Linked DNA regions of Salmo salar: region 1 is linked to region 2. The links are chromatin contacts, called in public Hi-C maps. All regions are on one chromosome and are shown on one strand. Each heading gives the region's core, a stretch centred on a gene start, on an enhancer-like site or on the middle of the called end of the contact. The rest is flanking DNA. Distances are from core to core; before and after follow the strand shown. Region 1 holds the start of LOC106577251 (eukaryotic translation initiation factor 4E). Region 2 holds the start of LOC106577185 (methylcytosine dioxygenase tet3-B).

Region 1 (3,760 bases), core at 864-3,363, 150 kb before region 2:
AATATACTCCTGGTGTCAATGCTGAGCAGCAGATGTGTTGTAATCAGCAGCCAGTTGCCAGCAAAGTGGAAATATTGTACCAAACAAGCACTGCTTCCAGCCCAAACATCTACAGGACAGACATAAGTCACATACAAGTCTTACACAGCACCCGGGTCTGAGAGAAAGTCTCAGCTATTTGGTGGAGATTCCACTGTAGTGAGTCATGGGCTACAGTGGCAGTGTAAGGAGCCCCTCTGTATTTACCTATGGTGAATAATATGGCAATCACAGGCAGAGTAGATTCAATGAGACATCTCTTCTAATCCCATCTGTTATGCTATATAAAGCTGGTATTCTGCAAAGTAATAGCCTATGTTTCAGGCTACCTGTGTTACTGATTGTTGCATGAGCTGACTACCACACAAAATGTTGTCTCATTTACTAATTGTAATGCACAAAAGCAGACAGACACACAGTACCCATACTTGTTTTGCAGGGGGTGTTTGATGTACTGCTCAGAACCAGTGACCACAGGTGGTGCAGTGGGGATTACTTCAGGTTGGGGATCTTCTGTTTCAGGTGCATTCTGGATGGGATGACACAGCAAAAACATTCATCAGTACAATATTAGCTGTTTGCAGGAAATCTGACATCCTTAGACCCATCCTGCCAATAGCTCCTAACATACACAATCATATCAAAATAATCCTGGATACTAACTGGGGCGACAGGTAGCCTAGTGGTTAGAGCGTTTGGGCCAGTAACTGAAAGGTTGGTAGATCGAATCCACGAGCTGACAAGATAAAAATCGGTCATTCTGCTCCTGAACACGTCTTAACTGACTTGCCTAGTTAAACAAAGGTTACATTTAATAAAACTACCACTGACACTAAAACAATACCACATGTGCAGGTATTCTATCCATGTCGGACTACATCGTAACGTTTTGTATAAAGACAAAACTAGGATTTCTGCCATTTCTACTACTGAATGATACATACAATGCCTCTACATGTCTACTGAATATCTACCAACATCTGTGAAGGAGATGCTGAAGATCTAGACTTCCACTATTGAAAGATCTAGAACAAGGTGATGTGAGGTGACAATGGCTATCCGGCTCTGTTTTGTCAATGTGGTTAGCTAGTTAGCTACGTTTTCTGTTCACCTGAGACTAAGCCAAACGCCATTACTAATAGCTACTACTACTACTACTAGAGAGCCACATGTGATTGAAACTCTAGCTACTACTCGGTAGCTAGCTCCTAAGTAGTTAGCTAGACCGTCCATATGCCTCATCTCTGATTCGCCGCAAGTCATGCGCCTGCTGGATGGGGCTGATGCCACTCACCAGTACGTTAACTAGCCAACTAAACCACTTTTGACGTTAACTACAGTTGCTAGTTAGCTATACGACAATCTGACATTATTGAATTAGCTAACTGGGAACAATTTAGCTAGCTAACTAGTTACAACTAGTAATGCATTCAATTTGGCCCCAAAACAGGTACATTTGTGCAAAAATGTGCAGATTCAAATGAGCAAGCCCCGTGGCAGCAAGTTAGTTAACATTAGCTATCAGGCTAGTTAGCTATAGTTAGCAAGGTAACATTAACGTAAAATCTAGCTAACACAGCACAGACACACGTGTCCAGATGTCACAATTTTTATCGTGTAAATAAAACCAATCACAAATACGATCAATAGTTTTGAAGGGACACAGTAACAGTGTAATATATTGAATTGTATTGACTCAATGAACCAAGTAGGAACTACCTAGCTATGTCCAGTCACTCCCTGCCAACAGTCGCCAATGCCACCCCCTAAATCCATCGCTAGTATTGCTGAGCATGTTGGAACCAGACACCCGCACTTTCATAGATCCTCGAGCAAAATAGTCCATTAAAACCTGGTAGATTTGAACCCTATAAGATGAAACTTAACGAAATAAAAAAAGGATGGGTTCTAAATTCCGTTTTTATTCGTGAAATGTCCACATACCTCGATCTCGCTTACCGGCTCCGAAGTCGCCATCTTGCCTGTAAAAATGATCCTGTCCGTTCGGAGCTGGTGCGTCACGAATCACTCAAAAATATACGGAAGCCTTTTTAGTTCAAGAGCATGTGAATGGCAGAAAGCCCGCTCTCTGACAGTAGACATTTCGCACGCAGGTATATTATCACTATTTACTCCAATTATAATACTACAAATATTTAAGTCTCCACTACACTGTGACAAAGGAATGGACCCGGGGAATAAGGTAAGCTATCTTGTTTGTTCTACTGGTTACCATCTATTCCCAAAAGTACATTATTGAGGGTCTACACACACATATCTAATCAGGGGTATTGGCATCTGTTATGTTCACCTGAGACTACACACACACACACACACACACACACACACACACACGCGCGCGCAAACACACACAAGTATTATAGTTTGTATACTTTGAAGTCACTTATTGTCAATAAAGCAAAAAGACACACAACAAGTCCAAAATATAAATACATCTTTATTTCACCAGGGGGTAGCCATTGACAGGAATGCTGAATTTAGTATTTTCTCAAAACTGTCAAACTGATATACACCTTAGTTATGTACAGTCATTTTGTCAATCAGTTGCAAAATAACAAGACTGTTATCTACAAACCATGAATAGTACAGTAAAACTGTCAGTTCCACATGAAATATTTATTTTATACAGTTTTATTCCAATAAAAACCTTTGAGTTTTAAAATGCTGGTGCTAGTTTTTCCTCCTTGATGTACATGTAGGTTAACACAGTTTTCAAGTCACACATAATGGTAGAACCAAGAAATCTTCAAGTGAAACAATTACAAAAGTTTATTCTCTTACAAACTGTCTTATGTAAAGCTGGAAACGTTTTAAAGTGACTGTTTTCTACCACATAATTAACTTGCAACGGCCTACATTAAATATAATGTAATAGACTATATATGTACTGCAGCTACTTTGTATAAAATGCATTCAATCTATGTGTCAACATTTATCTCAGAGGAAAAATCTAAGTATATGGTTTGACTTTGTCAATCTGTTGACAACATTATTGGAAGAAAGAGAGTTGTGTTAGGAGACTGTGTGTGCCCTAGTTGGGTTGAAGCCTGGGTAAATGAACAACCTCACACCTGAGAAACAAAGAGAAAAACAACAGACATACAAAAAACATATATCCAGATCTGTGTATTACTCAAATGAAAGCACCAGTGAAATGTGCTTTATCTGCATTGAGCTGCATTAGATCCAGCATATACTGATACAGATCAATACAACAGATGCCTAATCAATTGCAGTATTAGTGAATGGGCCCATATTTACATGGTTATGATGGACTAATGTGAGCATTGATGAATACCCTACGTGGTTCCCCCTATCAAAGCAGGTTTATACTGTATACTGCAGAGGTCTACTGTCTGACTCAATACATGATAGACCTAGAACTTATGATGAAAAGATGCAGAGAATTGATGCTACTCTGTAACTCTGTTCAAGTTGACCAGTGACAAGATTGAAGTACTGTAGTACAAAATGCATTCAGGACAGAGACGGTAGAGCACAAAGGTATGGCATGCCCATCCAGAAGGGAAACAACAAATGCTAGTCATGCAAAAAGCATCATAACATCACCCTTAGAATAAACACAGGCGTTTATCAGTGCAGCATCACATTTTGACGAGTTAGCACCATCAGAAAGTGACTACATTTTGACCCTGAAACAGTATGCCACCAGCATTGAGGTTGATTCTATTTCAATAGC
Region 2 (4,298 bases), core at 1,016-3,515:
CAAGTTCAGTCCTCAGGTTAAGAGGTTTTCCCTCACATTCATGGCCGACTCCTGGTTCCTGCTGGTCAACACAGGAAGGGTCTTCAAGTTCAGTCCTTAGGTTAAGAGGTTGGCCCTCACTATCATGGCTGACTAGCTCTTTCTCTTGGTCAATCACACTAGGGTCTATACTACCAGGGTCAGACTCCTCAGGTCCTTGCTCAATCCCTCTTTCGCTCCATCTCTGACCCCTTGCTCCCCTCGCTCCCCTGCCCCTGGCTTTCTTCCCTCCCCTGCAAGGCTTTACCGTCAGGGGAGGAAACTTCTTGGAGCACCCCATGCCCCGTAAGGACATCCTGCGCCCCGGCGGATCCTCTCCCACCCCATGCTGGAGCAGAGGATTACCCCGGCTCCTTAGCCTCACTGATCCTGTTACATGCACAGGGGCATGGTTAACCCTACCAGGGGACCCCCCCGGGACCTGACTGCCAAGCGTGCCAAGCCTGCCAACCCCACTCCTCCCTGGGCTTCTGGCCGGCTGGGCCTGGGTCCTGGTTGTGGATCTTCGGGGTGGTTTTGGTGTCGACTGTGGGCTCTCAAAGGCTTTTCCTCTGGACTTGCTGGAGTTGGAGATCTGTCTCTTGGCGGTGGTGGTGGTTGTTGTTGTGGGTATCACCTTGCAGCCATTCCTTGTCTGTGGTGGGGGTTGTCTCTTAGGGGGTTTGGGAGTAGGAGGCATAGTGGAGGATGTGAGAGGGCAGAGATGGGGCAGTCGGCATGGGAACCAGGTGAATGGTTGTTCTCAGCTGTGCTCCAACTTCAACTTTTTTTTCTCTCTTCCTTAATTTTTTTGAGATTGGATTACTGGCTTACACTGACACGCAAATGCTGAGTTATTTTCCCACCATGTTGAAAAGCTGTGCAAGGACCTGGAGGGAATTGATCAAGAAAATAAAAATATGTTAAAATAACTGTCTGTTTCTCTATTAGTGCACTATATAACACACCCAAACACATCCGTGTTTGACTGAACACTAAGGAGAAAACTTTTTTATTTTCCTAACAAAACATGCCTGGTCACACGTTTTTTTTTGTAGGTACTGGGTATAGTAGAACCCAATTGTATAATTTGTAGCAGATGTTTAGAAATCTTGAATTGCATGGTGTTGCATTCGGGCAATGAAGCGTGTGACTGCAAATAGAACATGTATGAGGTATCAGGTGTAACTATATGGGTTAGTTGTATAGTGTTGAAGATTGTCGAGTTACCAGCCGTCTTTCACTTTCAACTGATCATGTTCAATAAACTCGCCTTGTGAGCCCACTTTAGGCTACTGCAGTTTTCCCTACTGTGTCCCTTTAACGAAAGGAATGGCGCTGGGCCTGCCGTGCCAAATACGGTCCGTATTTGGCTTAGCCGACTAAACAGTTTACAACACACAACACCTTGTCAAAGCAATGATCCGTGAAGTAGAGACATGCTTATTACCATGTAGTTAACAGATTACACAATAACCATGTCCTATAAATAAATGATTCATTGCAATATCAATAATAGATTTGTATTATTAATCAATATGCTAAAATCTCCAAACGCTCCTTCTGCTTCCGCATGGCGGTGGTATTTATTTTATATTTAGGCTAAGCCATTTAACAGTTAAAAGGCAGAAGTGAAGCCCTTTAAAAAGTACAGGCTATCACACAACACCGGACTTGGCTCGCGGCCTACTTTTTTACTGCAAGAGTTTCGGACGGAAGCGTAATGACAATGTTGTAACCAGCTTGCAACACTTTTTGCCGCGTCGAGTAGATTTTCTTGCACTTGACCAAATGTCGGAAAAATATCGAGTATTTGACACTAGTGGCATTGGATGGCTGACTAAGCTATTCGTGAATGTCACAAATAACATACGTGTTGTTGGTTTAGATGTTATTTACACGTTGACTTTAAAAGGCAGCTCAAATACTTTACATACCAGAGAGACAGTTGCACTGTCTGAATTGCTAATAATATTCCACTCCTGATAGACACTGACGATCATTGTATTGGTTTCACTCGGAAAATATGGCAGGTTAGTAGCTCTTCTTTACAACGCTGATACATTGACTCAATCTACCAATACTGTATTTATCAAACATCTATATAGCCATACTGAATAAAACACAATTTATAGCGTAAATCCTTCTTGTGTCAATCCATTCGGGGAAGCCCTCTCTCCCTCCTCTCCCAGACGCGACCTACTGTCTCGAGTCAACTCAGCTCTGGAGTGAAGGGTCTTTGGGAAAACCTGGAATGGAGCATTTGTCTACTTTCTCTAATGAGTAGAGGTAACAAACTACTATCAAACTACTTCAAACCCTAGATAACCTTTAACAAGCTAATGTTTTGCGTCATATTCTGTATGGTTTACAACTGTGTAATAATAACAGCTTTAAAAATATATTTCAGAACTGTGTAATAATAACACCTTTAAAAACACTAACCTGCTCCACACAAATACTATATGACCCTATATGTAGAAAATGATAAAGTGTTTAGGCAGTTGTTGACATATTATTAATTGACACATTTATGGTTTAATTATGCCATTTTTGTTATTTATCAATGACGTTATTCACATGCGACAGTGCGACACTCGATCTGTGCACATGAAGGGCAACAGTTAGTGATCATAAAAACATGTGCCTTAACCCTTCATACATACATTTAACCGGTAGCCAGTTGTTTTTTGTATTGCTGTTTGTCTAAGCACGTTTGGCTATTCTTTAGCTACGCGTTTCTCGCAAAAATAGTGACCGGAAACTGAACTCACAATTGTCGCTCGGTGAGGTTGTCTCAACGAGTGCCCGCTAGACAGGTTTCTTTGGGGAATCAGGAAGAGATGGAGGCTACCTGCAAATGCTAACGCGCCGCTAGCGAGATCCGTTTTGCAACGTTTGTTCATCTGACAGTGTTGACCTTGCAGTGGGTAAAATGGCTAATATAAGTTATTAGTACAGCAACAGTCGATTGAACTGTGAGTCAGTGTTTGAACAGTCCATTCAATAGTAGAGATTGGAAATTGTAGCTAGTTGACTAGTTAACGTTAATCTGCTAGTAACGGTAGCACGATAACTCGACTTCAATGACAGCTAGCTACTACTAGCTCTTTTTTAGTTTTGATACGTAACTAGCCAGCTAACCAAACTATGTCTTGATTATACATTGTTTCAGTGATCAACAGCTTACAACGTTATGCCTCACATCATTATGTGTCTCTCAAGGCAAGGCAGAATGTCAGTGTTAGTAAGTTATATTGGTGGTCTGATGATGACCTCGAGCGTTGTCCTTTTTAATGCTGGGTGAGAATGTCATGTAGCTGTTGTGTTTTTTTCTTTGCATAGTTATGGATGCATTCGGGTCCTGATTGAACTCACACATCATGGCAATGGATGCTGCAGTCTCCATCTGTGGTCGTCCTGTGATCCCCAACCACACTCAGGCGGACTATCACTTTGTCCGTTCCTTCGTAGCTGGAGGTAAGGGCGGCTGCAGACTTCACTAGTGATGATAATACAGAAATACAATACAGAACATACAGTAGTACACATCCAGTGACACAAACCCTGGTTCTGATGCGCTGCATAGTGTGCAGGCAATTCATCCGGCAATAACAGACTACTATCATCGAAATGAATGGGTAAACCTCACCAGAGATCCAGAAGAAATGGGTATATGTCTACAGAGTTCTGACAGCTTAAACGTCTAGACGTTGGCAGAGCGACATAGGTATAATGAGTTTGTGGGTAGTTTTCACAGACCCAGATTAAGCTGACTTGTATTGGACCTGCATTAAAAAGCCTGCTAGATGGAGATTCTTTACTGAAAGTGCATTTTAGTCCAGGACTAAGCTTAAAGCTGAAATCCACACCACTGTTCAGTCAGCATCAGGTGAAACCGCACCACTGTTCAGTCAGCGTCAGGTGAAACAGCACCACTGTTCAGTCAGCATCAGGTGAAACAGCACCACTGTTCAGTCAGCATCAGGTGAAACAGCACCACTGTTCAGTCAGCGTCAGGTGAAACAGCACCACTGTTCAGTCAGCATCAGGTGAAACAGCACCACTGTTCAGTCAGCGTCAGGTGAAACAGCACCACTGTTCAGTCAGCGTCAGGTGAAACAGCACCACTGTTCAGTCAGCGTCAGGTGAAACAGCACCACTGTTCAGTCAGCATCAGGTGAAACAGCACCACTGTTCAGTCAGCATCAGGTGAAACCGCACCACTGTTCAGTCAGCGTCAGGTGAAACCGCACCACTGTTCAGTCAGCATCAGGTGA

Evidence for each region. Hi-C and Micro-C count contacts between places; a contact is called where the count stands out from the background.
Region 1: a contact with region 2 is called in a Hi-C map of muscle, with 6 times the contacts expected there. The contact joins the promoter of LOC106577251 here to the promoter of LOC106577185 in region 2. A contact is called at or near these places in 2 of 3 Hi-C or Micro-C datasets (gill and muscle).

Annotation. Positions count from the first base shown.
Region 1 is chrssa18:30,946,323-30,950,082 of Ssal_v3.1, reverse strand. LOC106577251 (eukaryotic translation initiation factor 4E) reads right to left here and starts at 2,113. Exons shown (of 7, transcript XM_014155185.2): 1 at 1,984-2,113; 2 at 468-568. The coding sequence starts at 2,016. It overlaps LOC106577185 (methylcytosine dioxygenase tet3-B), which reads right to left. Exons shown (of 11, transcript XM_014155012.2): 11 at 2,478-3,760.
Region 2 is chrssa18:30,795,026-30,799,323 of Ssal_v3.1, reverse strand. LOC106577185 (methylcytosine dioxygenase tet3-B) reads right to left here and starts at 2,265. Exons shown (of 11, transcript XM_014155012.2): 1 at 1,956-2,265; 2 at 1-908. The coding sequence starts at 718. It also overlaps the pseudogene LOC106577186.